2 separate regions of the Capra hircus genome follow, and region 1 is linked to region 2. A link is a contact called in public Hi-C data. All regions are on one chromosome and are shown on one strand. The core of a region is the stretch at or near the end of the contact, and the rest is flanking DNA. Distances in the headings are between cores, read along the strand shown. Region 1 overlaps FAM98B (protein FAM98B). Region 2 has its middle 130 kb from the start of RASGRP1.

Region 1 (3,394 bases), core at 252-2,751, 220 kb after region 2:
TGGAGTTGGTTAGACTACAGAAAGTTGTTACTACACCAGGAGTGTACAGATTTTAAAGTGGAACTGAAAAAATTTATATGACTACATCTTTTTCTCTTTATATACTATAAGAAAAATGCATTACTTGGGCCACCTTTTACACCTTTCACAACAGGCCTCTATAAACTCTCAACAAATTGGACTTGTACTTAGGTCTTTATAAACTACCTGAGAAGGCTCAAGTGTCGCATTCCTCGTTTGAAAAAAGAAGACAAATTAATCTCTGAGAGCTATGGCCATTTAAGCCTACAGCCCCCGCCCTGGGCTAGTGCCATGATTTAAATTCACAACTCCTGATTCCCAAGCCTTTGACTGCTCCAACCAACAAATCACATTTAAACATCCTCTAACCCTGTGTTTCCCAAATCTAACTGTGAATCATAATTACCAAAGGATATCATGGCCCTACCTTTGATCGATAAAACTGGATATAAGTGTGCTAATCCTGTACAGCACAGAGCAACCCGCCTTTTAATATCTGGAAACCTAAAGCGATGCCACAAATGAAGAAACCAATTTGCAGAAATTTTTCTCAACACCATGTAAAATTGGTTCATGTCTTTGTTCCTTTACAGTAATTCTGACCTCAGTCTTTAATTCTGCTCTGTCAAACAAAATCATACAGATTTCAAATCCAGTTGGAAAATAAATATGTGTAGCAAAAAATAGACTTGGGCTTCAATTATTGGAATTTTAACAGAAACCTGGCCAGAGGAATTGCTCAAAATAAAAGAAAAACACAAGTCATGACAACTTACTGAACACAATTATCAGTCTCTTTTCCTATTTTGTAAAAGAGAATTAACAAATACAAAACAGCCACAGGACTACAGATGAGGCAATAAGTTTATATTCCTTTCCACTACAAGTGGGGTCATTTATGTGTCTCAGACCTGAATAAAATACAGGTAACAATCTAAATTCAATCATGACAATAAAATACTTTCCATTTTCCAAGTTTGATGGTAATAATATATTTACACTTTTAAAAATATTTTTTCCTCATTTTTTTTCTTTTTTAAAAAGACAGAACATGCTCAAGAGTACACAGAGTGTGGAAAAAATCATCACTTTGTCTAAGAGATCAAACAGTAATATAAAACAATGTTCTTTTACATAGTCAAGCCAATTCAAGAATGATACCATCAGGGAATCTAACATGGTGTTTACTTCAAAGATGACACTCAAGTAGTTATTTAGAATACTATGTCTAATGTACCTATCAAGAAGTAAGCACTGCTATCTAAATTTTGTGGCTTTTAGTATCTTCTATATCCACCACCACCTCCTCCATACGGATCTCCGTAACCTCTTCCACCATAGCCTCCTCTTCCTCCATAGCCTCCTCTTCCACCATAATCTCCCCTCCCACCATAATCGCCCCTGCCTTGGAAACCTCCTCCTCTACCACCCCCTCCCCCGGCCCCGCCCCACCCCCCGCCCCCTCCCCCACCACCTCCCCACCCGCCTCCACCACCTCTCCCACTCCCACCACCTCCTCTGCCACCTCCCCCACCCCACCCACCCCTTCCACCGCCTTCCTGTCTCTTTTGCCAAGGCGGCATCTCAGGGGGTGGTGGTTCAATTTCATTTGGCCGTCCTCCCCTGTCAGGCACCCTTCCCATCAGCACCTGTGTAAAGAAATATTTTCTTTCAGTTTCCAATATTGCAAAAGTCAAAATTTACTTAAAGGATGCAAGCAACATTGAAGTTATTGTTCTAATAAAGAAACAGAAGCCAAATATTTTAGGACATGAAAGTACCAGACATGGCAATATGAACTAATATTGAAAATATAAAAGTGATGTGTGACAAATTGCTCACAATGTGCTGTTTTTTAAACAGTGTGAGAGAATATTTATGAAACTTAAGAACTTGTTTAAACCTTTTTAGTAAATTTTATAACAAATGTAGTACCCATCACACTAAGAAAACTTTTTAGCAAAACATTTACAATGTACATAAACTTCATACCCTATACAACTTAACTCCATATTCACTCACACAACTCTGGACTTTCTATTGCCACTGGTTTGGTAATAGACTATCTCATAAAAGACTATTTCTAAGCACATTTTATTTCAACAAAGTATGAAGTACATATGATAACACGTGGGTATAATACAGGCAGAGACGAAGGTTATCAACTGCAAAGAACTATAAGGATTTTCAATGAACTATTCCCTTTTTTATGAGAAACTTAAGCTAACTTTCAATGATACTAGTTACTATATTATTAAAAAAATAAAGACAATATACTTCCTTAACCATGCTTCATAATCTTTCACAGGATAAACTAAGGAAGAGTTTGCTTCAAGTACCTAAATTTCTGTAGAAAGGAGCTATTTTATATGTCCACGAACAGAGACCAATAGGAAGCAAGTCATTTCCTGCTACTGTCTTTCAGTAAAGATAAAGCCAAATGTGCCTCAGCCAAAATGACCTATGAATCAGTTGTGTTCTACTTTCCTGATCCTCTAATCAAAATCATGTTTTACTACTTTATATCATAAATGAAGACAAAAAAGTACAAATTCCTCACTGTTGGACAAGCTTCAAAGTACACATATATTCTTCAAAGTACACTATAAAGTCGGCAATAATGTCCTAATTACCAAATCCAAAAAACAGCTTTTCTTGGTTGTTATCCTCATTGGTCTCTCCACCAAACATTCAATGTTGGTGGATATACAGGGACGCTGTTCCAAGATCTGATAATAAGATTGCCCTCAAATAATTAGACTATCAATTACAAACTCAGAAAAGAGACAGGCAATATCACTTAAGAGAACTCTTGATCCAGAAAGACCTTGATGCAAGATATAAAGTAACATATTTAAAAACAGAACACTTTCAGAATAGAGGAGGCTGATCTAAAATGGAAGCAGGAAGGCCCAAACACTGGTGCCTAACTTAACGATAATTAGCAAACTGACTTTATATACAACCATCTCCTGCTACAGGACACCTTTCTCACTGCACTGAGAATTGATATTGTAAAATTACCCAAGTCCCATACTTCTGACTTTTGGCTCTTAAGTTTGTCATAGAGTGCTCTAACTGAAGAGTATATACTAGACAAGCTGATATAAACATTCTAAATTATCTTATTGTTGCTGCCACTGTTGTAAAGGAAAAAATTCAGACTCTCTGAGTTGATTTAAGACCACTGTCAGAGAAACGGACCTATACTCTGAATCAGGAAATGGAACATCCAAGAGATTTTGCAATTTCTAAATTGCAGAAGTGATTTCTCTAAGTAAACAGAAGAGTTCGGATGTGAACCCAAACCTGTATAACTCCAAAGCACATACGTTTTCCTCTGTACCAAAGATCTAAGGAGTACGTGTGAGTA
Region 2 (3,447 bases), core at 469-2,968:
GCTGGGGTGGTTTGAGGAAGGGGCCTGAGGCCACTTCCAGGCTTCCCTGGAGTCAAGTGCGGTAGTGGAGGAAAGCCATGAATTTGCTTGGACCCAGCATGGTCTGGCGGCCTTAGCTACCACCTGAGACAACTTACTTGCTCCAGGACAGCACTTGGAGGAGAGAAGAGGAGCTTGGAGGTTGCGTGTGAACCACCAGCCTGGGGTGAGGGGTCAGAGGCTGCCTCTCTGAAGCAGCAAAGATGACAGGAAGCAGTAAGGGATCCTATGAGCTTCCTGAAAAGGCCAGCCTCCAGCGGCATCTCTCCCAGGGGCCAGGCTGGGGCAACGCCAGCAACAATAGAGCAGAGAAGTAAACTCAGAAGTGCCGAGAAAGGCATAGGCCAGAAGGAAGGATGCCTGCCTTCACCAGCACACAGCCAGCCATGCTAAGGGACTTCTCCAACGCTGCCAAGGAAGTTAGGGTCCCACAGGCAAGAAAATTATATTGATTTATAAAATATATTCTACTCCGTAGCCATTTGTGTTAGCTTTCTATTGCTGCTATAACACGTTGCCATACGTAAGCAATTTTAAACACAAAGATATCATATCTCAGGTCTATGGTCCAGAAGCCCCCTGAGACTCTCGGGGCTGAAATCGAGGCATCAGCAGGGCTGTTTCTCTGCTTAGGCTCTGAGCAAGAGTCCTTTCTTTGCTCTTTCTGGTGTTGGCAGTTCATGGGCTGTGGGACTGAGGTCCCCATTTCCTTGCTGGGGTCACCCTTAGCTTCTGGAGGACTCTCTGGTCATTCACATAGCCCCCTGACATCTCAGAACCAGCGGGACCACAAGTCCTTACCCTGCCATCTCTTTGACCTTCTTCCACGCTCACATTTCTCTCTCTGGGCACACCCAAGGAAGGTTGTCTGCTTTTAAGAACTCCCATGATTAGAATGGGCCCGCTGGATAATTTGGGGCTTCCCTGGTTGTTCAGTGGTAAAGAATTCACCTGCCAATACAAGAGACCCAGGTTCAGTCCCTGGGTCAGGAAGATCCCCTGGAGAAGGCAATGGCAACCCACTTCAGTACTCTTGCCTGGGAAATCCCATGGACAGAGGAGCCTGGTGGGCTGCAGTCCACGGGGTTGCAGAGAGTCAGACACAGCTGAGAGGCTAAACAACAACAGCTGGTTAATCCTCTCTATCTCAAGGTCTACAGTGCTAATCACGCCTGCAAAACCCCTTTTTGCCAAGTCAGGTCTCATATTCAGAGGTTCTGGGGATTAGGCCGTGAACGTCTTTGGGGAGCCATTATTCTGTCTGCCACACCGTTCTGTATTTAATGGGCTGAGCACAGTGCTAGGTGCTGGGTCTCAGATGCTGGCATCAGGGGAGTTAGGCTGGGGAGGGAGCTGGGGGTGGGGTGGGCAGGCAGCACAGGGGACCTCTGTCTTATGACTCCTTTGGAACACCTCAGGGAGCATCGTCTGCTGAAATATAATACAAACTGCACCTCCACCCCATTCACCTCCTTGGCTTCCCAGCCCTCACCCCTGAGCCATGAGGCTGCCGCCTGGTCCAGCATTCGCTGGAGATCTCTGGAAAGGGTCATGCCAATTCTCTGGGAAGCTGAAGAGTGAAGCTCACCAGAGGACTGAGACGGGGAACCTGCCAGATCTGGGCTCAGCCACAGTAGAGAGACTGATGAGGCCCCAGAGGCCTGGACACAGACACTGCTTCTGCCCTTTTGCCCATTTCCTGACCTGGTTTGCAGTCCCCACGGGGCTGGAGGGGGAAATGCCCAGGATCTTCTAGGTCCCTTGTGGCTCCATACCATAAAACAGGTGGGGAGAGGGCAGAAAAAACCTTGATTTCTTACTGCTGAAGCCCTATCTGACTGAGGCACCCTGGCCTATATTTTATAGCTCCTGAGCTCATGGGAGCCACCATCTTGCTGGGTTTTTCTCAACCACAATCATGGTGAGTCAGCACAGTGGTTAGTTCTCAGCCGCAGGCCCCAGCAGAACCCCAGGTGGAGCAGCATCCTGAGAAGCTGGCCCCGCCGCCATGGTCCCACCGCCGTCTTCCCTTCAGGCCAAGGCCTCTCTGGGCTGACTGCCCACCAGGGGCACACCCAAGCAGCTGTGCATCATGCTGGGTGCAGGGCTTCCACAGCCATGGTGTGAAAGCTGAAGGTGATAAACCAGAGAAGATGTCATCAGCCAGGTCCGACTAGTCCAGGCTGGCATTTGGCCAACAGCATCTGTCTGCTTCGGGCCAAACTTGAGGAGGGAGGGAGTTGATGAGGCACTCTGCCTTCCTCTGCTCTGGTGTCCGTATCTGGGAGCCAGGCCCTGACAACTAGCACCCTGCACACAGAGTCCACCTCACGGCACCACATTCTGGCCACACAATCTTCCAGTGACAGGACCAGCTACTGGGAAGGGGTTCTCAGTACCCCTCATTTAAAAGATTCTTTACTACTCACGCGACTTCCCTGGTGGCTCAGACAGTAAAAGCAACTGCCTACAATGTGGGAGACCAGGGTTCCATCCCTGGGTTGGGAAGATCTCCTGGAGACGGAAACAGCAACCTGCTCCAGTATTCTTGCCAGGAAAATCCCATGGACGGAGGAGCCTGGTAGGCCACAATCCATGGGGTCACAAAGAGTCGGACACGACTGAACGACTTCACTTTCTTTTCTTTCCTTTATTACTCACGCCACAAAACCCAAAATGCCAGTGGCAGTTGCTTCTGCCCCTACCACTTAAAACTTGCTAGCAGCGGAGATCTTTAGGAGGTGATGCTTTCAAAACATAACATTCCTCACTTTATCTTTTCTGTGCCCTGCTTCAGGGCTCTTCATGTCCCTGACGCTTGCCCTGAGTGATACAAAAGCAGCTGAGAGCAGGGAGGACACTTGTCAGCAATTACTGGCTCTGTGGCTTGGAAGGAGAGTCTTGCTCTAAAGAGTCCCCACATCACCCCAGCCCTGAATTACTATAGCAGCTCTTGCAGGGTATGTATGCCCTGGGTTTCTGTTGAAGGACACTGACCTCCAGCTCAGCGTTCAAGGAAATCTTTCCTCAGAGAGAGCCACGACAATGACCAGAATAATCAGCAGTTCTCATCGCATGCATGCTGAACTTCAAGAGCCAAGTGTGACAGAACTCGACTGCTGCTCATTACCAAGAAGACACAAGCTTCCTTGACCTCCCCAGTCTCCCATTGGCTTCCCAATTGGCACGGTGGTAAAGAATCCATCTGTGGTGTAGGAAACCCAAGAGACACAGGTTTGGTCCCCGGGTCAGGAAGATTCCCCGGAGAAAGAAATGGCAGCCCACTCCAGTATTCTTGCCTGGGAGATCCCATGGACACAGGAGCCAGAAGGGCTCTAGTCCATGGGGTCACAAAGAGTCTGACCTACCGGAGCACACGCACAGGGTGCCACGAGAAGGCAGGTGGGG

What was found. A called contact is a pair of places that touch in the nucleus more often than the background predicts.
Region 1: a contact with region 2 is called in a Hi-C map of blood, with 2.1 times the contacts expected there. The contact joins two enhancer-like sites. A contact is called at or near these places in 3 of 5 Hi-C or Micro-C datasets (all in blood).

What each region holds. Positions count from the first base shown.
Region 1 is chr10:68,954,035-68,957,428 of ARS1.2, forward strand. FAM98B (protein FAM98B) reads right to left here. Exons shown (of 8, transcript XM_018054477.1): 8 at 583-1,670. The coding sequence ends at 1,299. Among named protein-coding and RNA genes, the nearest start is that of FAM98B, 32 kb to the right of the region's middle. Within about 2 kb of position 1,502, at least 1 of the 5 cell types and tissues checked has an H3K27ac peak or open chromatin away from gene starts, as enhancers often do.
Region 2 is chr10:68,737,968-68,741,414 of ARS1.2, forward strand. No RefSeq gene overlaps it. Among named protein-coding and RNA genes, the nearest start is that of RASGRP1, 130 kb to the right of the region's middle. Within about 2 kb of position 1,719, at least 2 of the 5 cell types and tissues checked have an H3K27ac peak or open chromatin away from gene starts, as enhancers often do.